Linked DNA regions of Oryctolagus cuniculus: region 1 is linked to region 2. A link is a contact called in public Hi-C data. All regions are on one chromosome and are shown on one strand. Each heading gives the region's core, a stretch centred on a gene start, on an enhancer-like site or on the middle of the called end of the contact. The rest is flanking DNA. Distances are from core to core; before and after follow the strand shown.

Region 1 (6,094 bases), core at 3,418-5,917, 150 kb after region 2:
GCCGTGCCGACGGCCCTGCTCTCGGGGCCGCACCCTTGCCTCCCAAACCAGGTTTCGCCCTGGTCGTGCACAGCCCTGGCTTCACCGGGGTCTGAGTCCCTCTCACTGAGACGCTGGCGGCTCCTCCCCACGCTGCTCCGGCTCATGATTGCCTGTTTCTGTAGCCCTAAACACCTCTGAACCCAAAGGAACTGTGTGTTCCTTCTTATTCTCCACAGTATCACAAAACTCTTAAAATTGGTTTATTTTTTGGGAGGCAGGAAGAGAGTGCTTTCACCCACTGTTTTACTCCCCACCCCCAAATGCCCACAGTAACCAGGGCTGGGCCAGGCCTGGGCTGGGACCAAAGCCGTGAGCTGGGAATGCAGTCCAGATCTGCTGCGTGGGTGCCAGGAACCCACTTACTTGAGCCATCACCACTGCTTCCCGGGGTCTGCATTAGCAGGAAGCTGGCGTCAGGAGCCAGAGCTGGGAGCTGAAACCAAGCACTGCTGTGTGCGACGCAGGCCAAACACCCACCCCATCTTCCTATTGTTTCTGATCGAATGCTGAATGTTTCTGACACGGAGTCTGAGCAGGCTTCCAGCTCTCTCAATGTCTGGTCTCAGCAAATCCTGCAGGGTGGTCCCCGGGAAAGCCCCTGCTCTGTGTGCACGGGGCTCTCAGCCACCTGTGTCCTCTCCCTGGAGTGTTTTGATGACAGTGCCTTCCCAGAGCAGCACCAGGCACACATCCCCCTGCCCGCTCCCAAGGTGACCCCTCCTCCTGGTCTTTCTTTGTGCCCCGCAGAGGGGGAGATACCTGACCTGACCAGGTGAAAACAGGAAGTGGAGCATCTTGGGAGCTGGGCTTAAGGCTTCTCTGCACTCCAATTGTCCCCCTTGTGCCCCAGAGAGAGGGAGACCTTGCCGGTGCTGACAGTTGTGGGGGCGCAGGTGGGCCTTGGGTCGGGCCTTTTACAGAGTGCCGACACCTGCCGCAGGCCTCAGGCTGAGTGTGTGCCAGGCCCGCTGGTGCTGCTGCTGGGGGGGCAGGGGCGTGGGTGCCCTGGAGCCAGCCCAGCCGTGGGAACCAGCAGTCTTTCCAGGGTCACCCGAGTGCACGAAGGGCCTGACATTCGACCTCTGTGCCTTTCCTGTGTCTCAGGGGAGCAGCTGGCTCCCCCCGAGTCCTGGGCTCCCCCAATCTCCGTGCTTCGTGTAGCCCCATGAGCTGTTTAAGAAGGCCTCTTTGAGAAAAGCATTTAGACACACTTGGCAGAAGGCAAGTCTCATTAGCAACTGTCTCAGTGACCCTTGGCTGTCAGAGAACGCTGTGTTCTCTCTAGGGCCGGGGCCCCCAGCCTTGGAGGAGGGCACACGGCCTGGGGCCTGGTGGCGGGGAGGCCGTGGTGGGCGGGCCCTTTGCTCCCCCGCATCTGGTTCTGTTTCTCTGCGCCTGTGCCTCCCTCCTGCTGCCCCCTCTTCCTCTGCTGCCTCCCGCCGTTCTCTCTCTCTCCCTTCTTCTACCCTCTCCCTTGCCCCTCCACAAACCCACTGGAGGTGGAATCTGTTTCCATGAGAAACGAAGCATCTGGAGATGGTTCTTCCCCGTCAGCAGTGGGCAAGCGGCCACCCTCGAGGTTTCTGTGAAGGCTCAGCCTTCACGGGGCGGGTGCCGGCTGAGCCGTCCTGGCACGCTGCTGTGTGGGCCTTGTTTAATTTGGGGAATCTATTATATTTTTAAAAATGGGACCAAATGTGACCAGTGCCCCAGATGGGTGTTTTTGCTCAGGTATTTAAAATATAAACGAGCGGGAGCCTAGTGGCAGATACAGGTGAGGTGCCCGCTCCTCCGCTGCCCACTGTGTTCTCCTAGCGGAGATGGATGGGGTGGGTTCTTGTCTTCATGCAAGAAAGAATGCAGATGTGAGGCAGAGAGCTTTCCCTGGGGGAGGGCTGAGACCACCTGGGGAGTTACTGGGGTACAGGCAGGACTTCCAGGCATAAGATCCTGGGCTGCCTCCAACGGTCTTTGTTTCCCTCAGGCCCCCTCACACGGCATAGGCTCCTTTCTAACTTCCTAGCACTTCCACACGTTGAGCATGTCTTCAGCACGTTTCCGCTGCGACGTGTGATCTGTGCAAGACACACAGTTCTGCTCTGGGTGTTTTTTAGGCGCCTGCTTAAAATGGTCCCATGCCGCACACCGCCTTGCTTCTCTGGCTCATCTGGCTCATCGCTAAGTCTACAAGCTTTCCCCTTGTCGATATTTCTGTCTAGTTCATTTTCATGTGCAGCGCTCAAGAGTGTTTCCTTGTCTGAGCACGCCACAGCTGACGTCCACTCCCGACGGGCAGGGGTTGTTTCTGGAGTTCCTGTGTCACAGGGGTGTTGCTGTTAGGTGTCATCGTGCCTGTCTTGAGGACCCGCTGGCCAGGTTCAGCTGTGTCCCCATCCACACTCTTTTTTTTTTTTTTTTTGACAGGCAGAGTGGACAGTGAGAGAGAGAGACAGAGAGAAAGGTCTTCCTTTGCCGTTGGTTCACCCTCCAATGGCCGCCGCGGCTGGCGCGCTGCAGCCGGCGCACCGCGCTGATCCGATGGCAGGAGCCAGGAGCCAGGTGCTTTTCTTGGTCTCCCATGGGGTGCAGGGCCCAAGCACCTGGGCCATCCTCCACTGCACTCCCGGGCCACAGCAGAGAGCTGGCCTGGAAGAGGGGCAACCGGGACAGAATCCGGCACCCCGACCGGGACTAGAACCCGGTGTGCCGGCGCTGCTAGGCGGAGGATTAGCCTAGTGAGCCGCGGTGCCGGCCCCCATCCACACTGTTGACTGTGTCACTTTTCTGAGTCCCTTTTGGCATCGTCCATACCCCTCATCGTAAGGGACACACTGCACTGGGTGACCCATGTTGCCGCAGTCTTCATGACAGCCATTGTCTGGCTTTTTTTCTTCCTTTTCTTTTCTTTTCTTTCTTTTTTTTTTTTTTTTTTGATTTATTTTATTTATTTGAAAGAGTTACAGAGAAGGGGACGGGGTGAGAGAAAGAGAATTTCCACCTGTTGATTCACTCCCCAAATTGCTGCAACAGCTAGGGCTGGGCAGGCTGCAGCCAGGAGCCTGGAACTTAATTTGGGTCTCCCATATGGGTGCAATGACCCAAGCACTGGAGCCATCTTCCACCGCCTTCCCACGTGCATTAGCAGGGAGTTAGGTCAGAAGTGGAGCAGCTGGACTTGAACCCGTGCTCATACGGGATGCTGGCGCCGCAGGTGGCAGCTGAACCCGCCGCATCATGCACTGGCCCCCGTACAACCATTTGCACAAATAACATGAAGGGTCCTCCAGAAGTTCATGGAAATGGCAACAAAAAAACCATGCATGTATTCCAAAAGCTTTTTTGCACCAAAATAAGCCTGTCTTTTGCCCCTGTTTTCCCCTGAACTATTTGAAGTACCCCCACTTTGTGCCCTGCCAGCCACCATGTTCTCCCTGCTCTTCCTGTCCCAGAATCTGCTCCTCCTCCCATTTTTTTTCTCTCAGCCCCAGCAGTCTTTTTTTCTTCTTAAGAAAAAAATTTATTTATTTGAAAGACAGTTACAGAGAGAGGTAGAGCCAGAGGCGGGAGAGAGAGAGGGAGAGAAAGAGGGAGAGAGGTCTTCCATCCGCTGGTTCACTCTCCAGATGACCGCAATGGCCAGGGCTGAGCTGATCTGAAGCCAGGAGCCAGGAGCTTTCTCCGGGTCTCCCACGTGGGTGCAGGGGCCCAAGGACTTGGGCCAACTTCTACTGCTTTCCCAGGCCACAGCAGAGAGCTGGATCGGAAGTGCAGCAGCTGGAACTCAAACCGGTGCCCATATGGGATGCTGGCGCTGCAGGCCGGCGCTTTAACCCGCTGCGCCACAGTGCCGGCCCCTAGCCCCAGCAGTCTTTCGTGATGCCTTCCCAGCCCCCTCAGAGCCTCTTGCCACCCAGATGCCGCAAAAGCTGGGTCACAGCCCTGCCTGGCGCTCGGCCCCTCCCTGGCTCTGATCTCCATCCCCGGAGTCCCTTCCCCTTTAAAACTCCATCTCCTTGGCAGGAGAAAAACCAGCAACCTAAGCCATGGAACAGTCGGCACGCTGAGCTTTCAGATGGTTTAAAATGCTCACAAGTGGGTTCCTCCTGGGAAGAAAGAGTGCTTAGGGCTCGCCCTGTTTTGTCTGCGCTTTGTGGGTGACAGCGAAGGGGTTTTAGGTGCTGCTTGTGGTCCCGCCCTCCTCCCCAGGGCAGGGGACTTGGGGCTGAGCCTGCTCTAGGGACACCAGGTATACACTGTAAGCCCAAAAGTTACACTTGGGCTGGTGGGGGGAGGAGAGTGCCAGCCGCAGGCTTGGCAGGCGTCAGCATTCCTGGAGCTCTCGGTGTGGCCGTGACGTTGCCTGTTTTCTGTTTCTAGAGCTAATGTCTTCCAGCCCGGCTCAGAGGTTTCTGCTGCGCTCACCAGAGCAAGGACCCGTCTGCCCTTCTTAGGAGCCACGCTGCTTCAGGGAAGCTTTTGTAAAAAACAGAAACGGGTTCACAGCACTAGCAGATACTTGGGGGGGCCTTACTGGATAGCAGCCACTTGGGTGGAAGACATTTTACATGTCTTGTTTGTTCCTCACAACAACCAAACACGATGAGAAAGTCCCCGTATCCCCTGGCAGCCGTGGCGAGAAGTCTCGGAGAAGTCCAGCGGCTTGCCTGGGTCTTCCCCGGACTCGGCCTGTCCTTCCGCCCGTTCTTCCCGGCCCTCCCAGCTGGGATCGGCAGGTTCAGGTCAGCCTGTGCCGCTCCCCGTTTTCACTCCCTTCAGGGAGCCCCTGGCTGGGGTGTCTAAAGGCATCTATTGGAAATCCCCGCCGTGCCTTGTAGGGTTCCTGTTGGCGGCATTCCAGAAGTGTCCACGTCCGTGGACCTGCTTCAAGGGCGGGGGAGTGGGACCGACGGGAGGTGAGGGAAGACGTGGTATGATCCCAGCCTCCTTCCCACAGCCTGAGCCAAGGGAGGCCTTGCCCTGTCCTGTTCACCCGAGTCCCCAGCTGAGTCGGCAGCCTGGCAGGGAGGGGAAGAGCAGCAGCTCTTACAATGGGCAGACCAGGGTTTCTGTCCCAGCGTGACCACCGACGGGCCGGGGGACCCTGGGCAGGCGACTACCTCCTGCAGGCTGGGGAGAGTGGTGCCCCACAGCATCCGTTAGGAGGATGACCTGGGGCCGCAGCTGTGCTGTGCCTGGCACAGAGCAGACACGCTGCACAGGGGAGTTCCCTTTTCCTGGCCCTCTGGTCCCTGACTTGGGGAAGGCTCTAGGGCCAAGCTAGCCCAGGATCGGGTGGTGAGGAGGCGGCCTGGACCACGCAGTAGAGATGCTGACCCTGTCCATGTATCAGACACCTGTGGCTTCCCTGGGTCCAGGTCTAACTGCGCTGATTTTACTGATTCGATTTTATTGATGCAGTCATGCCCAGCACTGCCCCTGCCCCTGTGTACCTCATCGTCCTGAGATCCTATTTCTGAGTTTTGTATTCATTTACTTTCATTTTATTTGAAAGGCAGAGGAGAGAGAGAGAGAATCTTCCATCTTTGGTTCCCTCCTGAAATGCCTACAACAGCCAAGGATAGGCCAGGCTGAAGCCCGGAGCTCATTTCCGGTCTCCCACATGGATGGCAGAAACCCAAGTTCTCGGGTCATCTGCTGCTGCCTCCCAGGGTGCGCGTTAGCAGGGAGCTGCATGGCAGCAGTGGAGCTGGGACTCAGACCCATGCGCTCTGATATGGGAAGCAGGCAGTGTCTAACACCCACTGTGTCTTGGGCTCAAATCATCAAAAGCAAGAGGGGACTTGCAGTGGCTGAGCTCTAGGGGAGGTGTGGGGAGCTGTTCCAAAGTGGATCAGCAGGGGCTCCGTGTCCTTGCTCCACTCTCCCAGTTTCTGCTGCAGCTGTGGTGTAATGAGGGGCCTTCAGAGAAACTGAGGCACCGAGCAGGGAGGGGCTTCTCTGCCTTCGATATCCCTTCTTGGGAGCGGAAGCTGGCCACCCGCAGGCCTGCTACTGCGTCTGGCCTCACAGTAGGCTCTGGTTACCCCCTGCT
Region 2 (5,791 bases), core at 1,536-4,035:
TCCTGTCTCATGCCTTCAGCCACACCTAGCCCTGGCTGTTGCGGGCTCTGGGGAGTGAACCATTGAATAAAAGTTCTCTCTCTCTCTCTCTCTCTCTCTCTCTCTCTCTTTCTCTCTGCCTTTCAAATAAAAATAAATAATTTTAAAAAGAAAAATAAGTAAAAGATATTAAGATGATTTCACTAAAAAGGGATACTTTCTGCGTGCTTTATAATACTGTCTGTGAGTGGCACAGAATTTTGACATGACATTCTCAAAATTTAACATGGAATTTGACCTTGCTGTAAAGTAGGCATTTGGCATGGTGGTTAAGCTGCCACTGAGGATGCCCGCATCCTATGTCAGAGTGCCTGGGTTCATGGCCTGGCTCTGCTCCCAGTTCCTGCTTCCTGCTCATGTGCACCCTGGGGGGCAGCTGGTGACGGCTCGAGTACTTGGGTCCCTGCCACCCACCTGGGAGACCCAGACCAAGTTCATGTCTCCTGGCTTCAGCCTGGTGAAGCCCATGCTGTTGTGGACATGTGGGGTGTGAAATCAGTCATTTGGAGATTTCTCTGTCTCTAAATTAAAAAAATAGCTTTTTTTTTTTTTTAAACAGTCCCCAGTCAAATACTACTGGTGAAACGAGCTGGGTAATGAGGTACTAGGAAAGTGGATATCATGTGCAGAGATGGCCTGGCCACTGTTGGCTCCCATTTCCGTGTCTTTCCTCGGTCTATGTGGTAACATTTCCCTGAGCTGCAAAGCTGTGCGAGTCCTTGTTCCACCCTAGAAAAGTGAAAAACCTTAGGCACGAGTGTTCACCTTTTTTAAAAAAAGATTTATTTATTTATTTGAAGGAGTTACATAGAGAGAGGAGAGGCTGAAAGAGAGGGATATTTTCCATCCGCTGGTTCACTCCCCAAATGGCCACAAGGCGGGAGCTGCGCCAATCTGAAGCCAGGAGCCAGGAGCTTCTTCCAGTCTCCCATGCGGGTGCAGGGGCCCAAGGACTTGGGCCATCTTCTACTGCTTTCCCAGGCCATAGCAGAGAGCTGGACCGGAAGTGGAACAGCCAGGTCTTGAACCAGTGCCCATGTGGGATGCCAGCACCGCAGGCAATGGCTTAACCCACTATGCCACAGCGCCGGGACCACGAGTGTTTACCTTTATGCCAACTTACAGGCAGAAAGGAGCCTGGGACGTATGTTTGTGTGGGGAGAGCTGTTGTTTGTGCCTGGCTCCACCAGGGCCGGCATTTGCTCTCAGGCTGGGCTCTGGTAGGCCTGGTTTTCTCCCTCACTCCTTCCTTTAGATGGCAGTAGATGCCCAAGAAATACCTTCCCAAGCACTGATGGGGACTCGGTTTTTATTTGTTTTTGCTTTCACCCGGTGTTGGTATCTGAGCTGATCCACACCGACTTTGGGTGGGCGTTGTGTTCAGCTTTTTGAGTGTCTGTGGGGGAGGGGCGAAGACGTGCCACAGACCACCTGTTCAGTCGGGGTTCTCCCTAAGCGCCGGGCGCGTTTTGCCAGCTGGCGCGCACACACACACTTCCCTAGAATTTTTCTCAGCTACCTACAAACTTGATAGCAGCATTGGAGCTGAGTTAGGAGAGCAGCCAGCCCCGAGTTAGAGGTGCCACAGCATCTGCCGGCCCCGTTTGTGGAGATGGAAGAGAGTCCCTGGGGGGCGGGAGCAAGCCGCTGAAATCCTACATGGCTACCCGCGAGCAACCCACAGACGGTCCGGATTCTGCCCCTGCTGTGCCCAGCACCCTGTTAAAAGACCCACAGCGAACAGGAGGGCGCTTCCAAAAGTTCATGGGGAAACGGAATTAATTAAAGTGAATAAAGTTATTTCGGTACAAAATTCTTTGGAAATCCATGCCTAGTTTTTTCATAACACACATTTTTCCATGCAGTTAAAACAAGTTTTGTTGATTGGAGAGACCGAGAGAGCGCCCATCTGCTGGTTCACTCTCCAGATGCCCCGTGGGAGCCAGGAGCTTAACTGAGCTGTTCCACGAGGTGGCAAGGACCCAGTTACTGGAGCCATCACTGCTGCCTCCCAGGCTTTGCCTGAGCAGGAAGATGGAATCTGGACTGGAGCTGAGTATGGATCCCAGGTACTCCGGTGTGGGAAGCTGGGGTCTTACCTTCTAGGATAAACACCCCCCCCCCCCGGGAAGCTTTGGAAGACCCCAGCTATGCCTGGATTCCCAACATTTTTGCACCAAAATAAACTTATTTTTTCAGTTTCCACGAACTTTTTGAAGTACCCTAGTGCAAGATGTGGCATCCTCCAATCCACGTACAACAGAGAGCACAAGACATACATGCACAGGCAGTATGACCCAGCCTGATCAGCAACGAGAGAGAGAGAGAGAGAGAGAGAGAGATGTGTGTGTGTGTGGGGGGATATTCAGTGGGGCCTCAGGCTTTGGGCTGGGGAGCGGAGGGAAAGGAGCTAGGAGAAAGGGTGCAGAACTCGAGTGCGGGGCTGGGGGGAATCCTTGGAGAAGTGTGGTGGTGGTGGGCCTGAATTTAGGGCCGGGGAAGGGAGCGTAGACGTGGGGAAAAGACGGCCAAGTCCAGGTCCTTTCATCGCTCAGGTCCCGGGCATTCCTGTCAGAGGGGAGCCTTTCCCGTCAGGTCTGTACTCGGGGCGGCTTCCGCGCGCACTTCGGCCTGAAGGAGGGAGCCCGGCCGGCCGCCCCAGAGCCAGCTGCGGCGGACCCTGCCCCGGGGACCGCGGCCCCGGGCCGGCCGCGGAGGGGGCGTGGCGTGGGCGGGCCCAAGGGGGCGGGGCTCTGCGTTCCCTCGCGCCCGCCGCTGCCGCCGCCGCCGCTGCTGCCGCCGCCGCCTCCGCCCGCCGCGCGGACTGAGGGAGCGCGATCGCCGCCGCCTGCCGCCCGCGTGCCCGGGCTGCGGTGGGCCAGGATGTCGGGCTTCCTGGAGGAGCTGCTCGGCGAGAAGCTGGTGACGGGCGGCGGCGAAGAGGTGGACGTGCACTCGCTGGGCGCCCGCGGCATCTCGCTGCTCGGGCTCTACTTCGGCTGCAGCCTGAGCGCCCCCTGCGCGCAGCTCAGCGCCAGCCTGGCCGCCTTCTACGGCCGCCTGAGGGGCGACGCGGCGGCCGGGCCAGGGGCCGGGCCGGGGCCGGGGGCTGGCGCGGCCGCGGAGCCCGAGCCGCGGAGCCGCCTGGAGATCGTCTTCGTGTCCTCAGATCAGGACCAGAGGCAGTGGCAGGACTTCGTGCGGGACATGCCGTGGCTGGCGCTGCCCTACAAGGAGAAGCACAGAAAGGTGAGCGGCGCGGGCCTCGCCGGCGCCCCCGGCCTCGGGCCGCACTCCCGGGAGCCGGGCCCCAGCCTCCGGCGTGGCGCCCGCCTCCCCGCCTGCTGCTCTCTGCGCCCGCACCGTGTCCCCGCACCCCTGCGGGCTGGGGGCTCCCGCGGCAACTCCGCGGGGCGCGGGGCCGGGTTGCGCCCGCGCTGCCCAACTTTGACACCTCTCGGCCCCCCACCGCCCCAGGCCCGGGCTCACGTCCCCCTCGCCGAGGGGGCGGCCGTGCTGGGGGCTCCGACCCGGGGGCCCTCCGCCGCCAGCCCCTCCCCCCCCCCCCCCAGGAGAGGTGCCGGGAGGGGCCCCCTCTCTCGACCCCTGGACTCTCTGCGGATCCCTGTAGTGGGTGGGGGAGGGCGCTAGCCCCCTACCCACAATGCTCGAACCAGGAAGTTTCCTTTCTTTCCGAAAGAAATCTGCTTTCCTGGGGGGCCCTCCCCTTGTGACTGGGGACCTGGAGGCCGAGGCCGAGGTCAGACCGCCCCCAACCCTGCCGTGGGCAGGCAGCCGCCGGGGGTGGCCCGGGGCGAGGAGGGAGCTCGCTCCCTCTCGCTTCTTCCTCCTCCCGCGGCTATCCCCACCCCGGCTGAGTTAGGGGCCACCGGGGAGCTTTTCATTGTCTGACTGTCCAGCTCGCTCCCAGGCACTTGCCGCCCTCACTTTCGCGGTGGGCCGCCGTTGTCTTGGCATACTTCGCGTGAACTGCTGGGCTGATCCCATAGGGGCAGCAGGACTGGAGGAACGGGGATTTGGGGAGATTTATGCTTCGCTGTCAACTTCTCCGTCCTCCCGGTTTGCTGTTGAAATTAGTTTGGGTTTCTGAGTGCGTCTGTTGGATGAAGATGTCTGTTTTAATAAAACAAACCCAGGGGTGTTTGTCACGCATAGAAACAGAAAAGGGTTTGGAGCGGGCTTGCTTCAGGAGTGTGCCCGAGGCAGGGGTGTGAATCCAGACCCTTCCGTGTCTGAGGGGGTCTCAGTTTATGGAGTGGACAGAAGGGCTGCTCGGGCGTTTAGCTTCCTCTGGGGAGGATGGTAACGCATGCCATGTGTTTCTTTTACGTGTGTGGATCTTGTAGGGAAGCATGATTTAGATTTAGTGAGAGCAAAAGGCTTATGCTGGGACCCCAAATGTCTCGAGTAAATCATCCATCCCTAAGCGGGGAAAGTTACCGAATTGGGATTTAAAGTATGAAATACAGTGGAACAGATAGAGTTTGTGTATTTAACGTGGGAAGAACATGGGTTCCCTAACCACACAGAGGCAGGACTTGGCATTTTCACCACTTCTTAGATTATTCTACCCATGTTTGATTTATACGTGTGATAGGCTATGAATATACATGGCTAGTACTTTCTGTTTCCAAATATGCAAATTTTATGTGGTGGTTGTTTTATGATCCTTTTGAGTATAGAAAAAAAATTTTTTTCAATGTAATGGCGAGTTTCTGTTGTGGCCAAAATCTGTTTAAAATGATGTTCTTACTGGGCAATGCAAATAATTTCTAGCTTTTGAAAACATACAACGATGGTAAAATGTTGCAGCCTAAGGCCTATTGTGTTTTGTACAGAAGGGGAATGAATTGGCTGAATAGTTAGAATATGGAACAAATTGAGATGTTTTGCAAATGTTTAAAAAAAAGGAAAAAAAAAAGCTTTTTCTGAAAAAGAGAAATATTCGATACAAGTAGCACATGCCTGCTTCTCTGTGCCCTGGCCGGTCCCTTTGTATGCAAAGAAGTGTTGCGTGGTCCTAGCCTGGACCTGCCAGTACCGCTAGCTAGGAATAGACTCTGCATGATACAGCGCAGACTCATTCGAAAATACAGTGTAGAGTGCCGAACGTGCCTCAACCTTGGTGCCGGGGCTTCTGAGAAATTTTATATTTTGCACAGAATGTTTCTGACTCACATCCTACGGTTCACTTTGTGCCCTAAAACTGGTCGGTTTTTGGGGTGGCTTCTGCCCCTCCATGTTCCTGAACAGGGGGACTCCACATCGGATCCCAGAAACACGCCCAGGGGTGTGCACCAGGTGAAAAGCCTCCTCTGTGCTTGCTAAGGAAAACATACTCTTGGAAGTTACAAAAGCCATGTCCGCACTCTGGAAGGGAAACACGGAGGAGACAGCGTGTCCTTTTCTGTAACTGGCAGTTTTGGGCTCTCTTGTTCCACACTGGAGTGGATAGGAGTCTGTGAGTTTGTGATGCCAGTTTCACCTTAAGAACAGTGAGCAGTCGGAGCACCCCCAGTGCAGGGCCCCGGATGGATGAACACTTCACTCCTTGTGGACAGACTCTGTTTTTTTTTACCATCTATAAAAATAACTTTAAAGAAGGGAATTTTGTTTTACAACTGAAGGAAAAGCAAAGATCCAGATTACTTTTTAAAGTTCTCATTAACATTTGTTCTCTCAAACCATTTGTGTACTTCTTCCCATTGGGATAACGAAGGATATGGTTCTG

Evidence for each region. A called contact is a pair of places that touch in the nucleus more often than the background predicts.
Region 1: a Hi-C map of skin fibroblasts shows a contact between it and region 2, with 10 times the contacts expected there. The contact joins the enhancer-like site here to the promoter of NXN in region 2. A contact is called at or near these places in 2 of 6 Hi-C or Micro-C datasets (skin fibroblasts and an unstated tissue).

What each region holds. Positions count from the first base shown.
Region 1 is chr17:46,392,719-46,398,812 of mOryCun1.1, forward strand. The region is part of intron 5 of NXN (nucleoredoxin); the gene reads left to right. Among named protein-coding and RNA genes, the nearest start is that of MRM3, 24 kb to the right of the region's middle. Within about 2 kb of position 4,668, at least 1 of the 8 cell types and tissues checked has an H3K27ac peak or open chromatin away from gene starts, as enhancers often do.
Region 2 is chr17:46,241,437-46,247,227 of mOryCun1.1, forward strand. NXN (nucleoredoxin) reads left to right here and starts at 2,786. Exons shown (of 8, transcript XM_002718895.4): 1 at 2,786-3,288. The coding sequence starts at 2,923.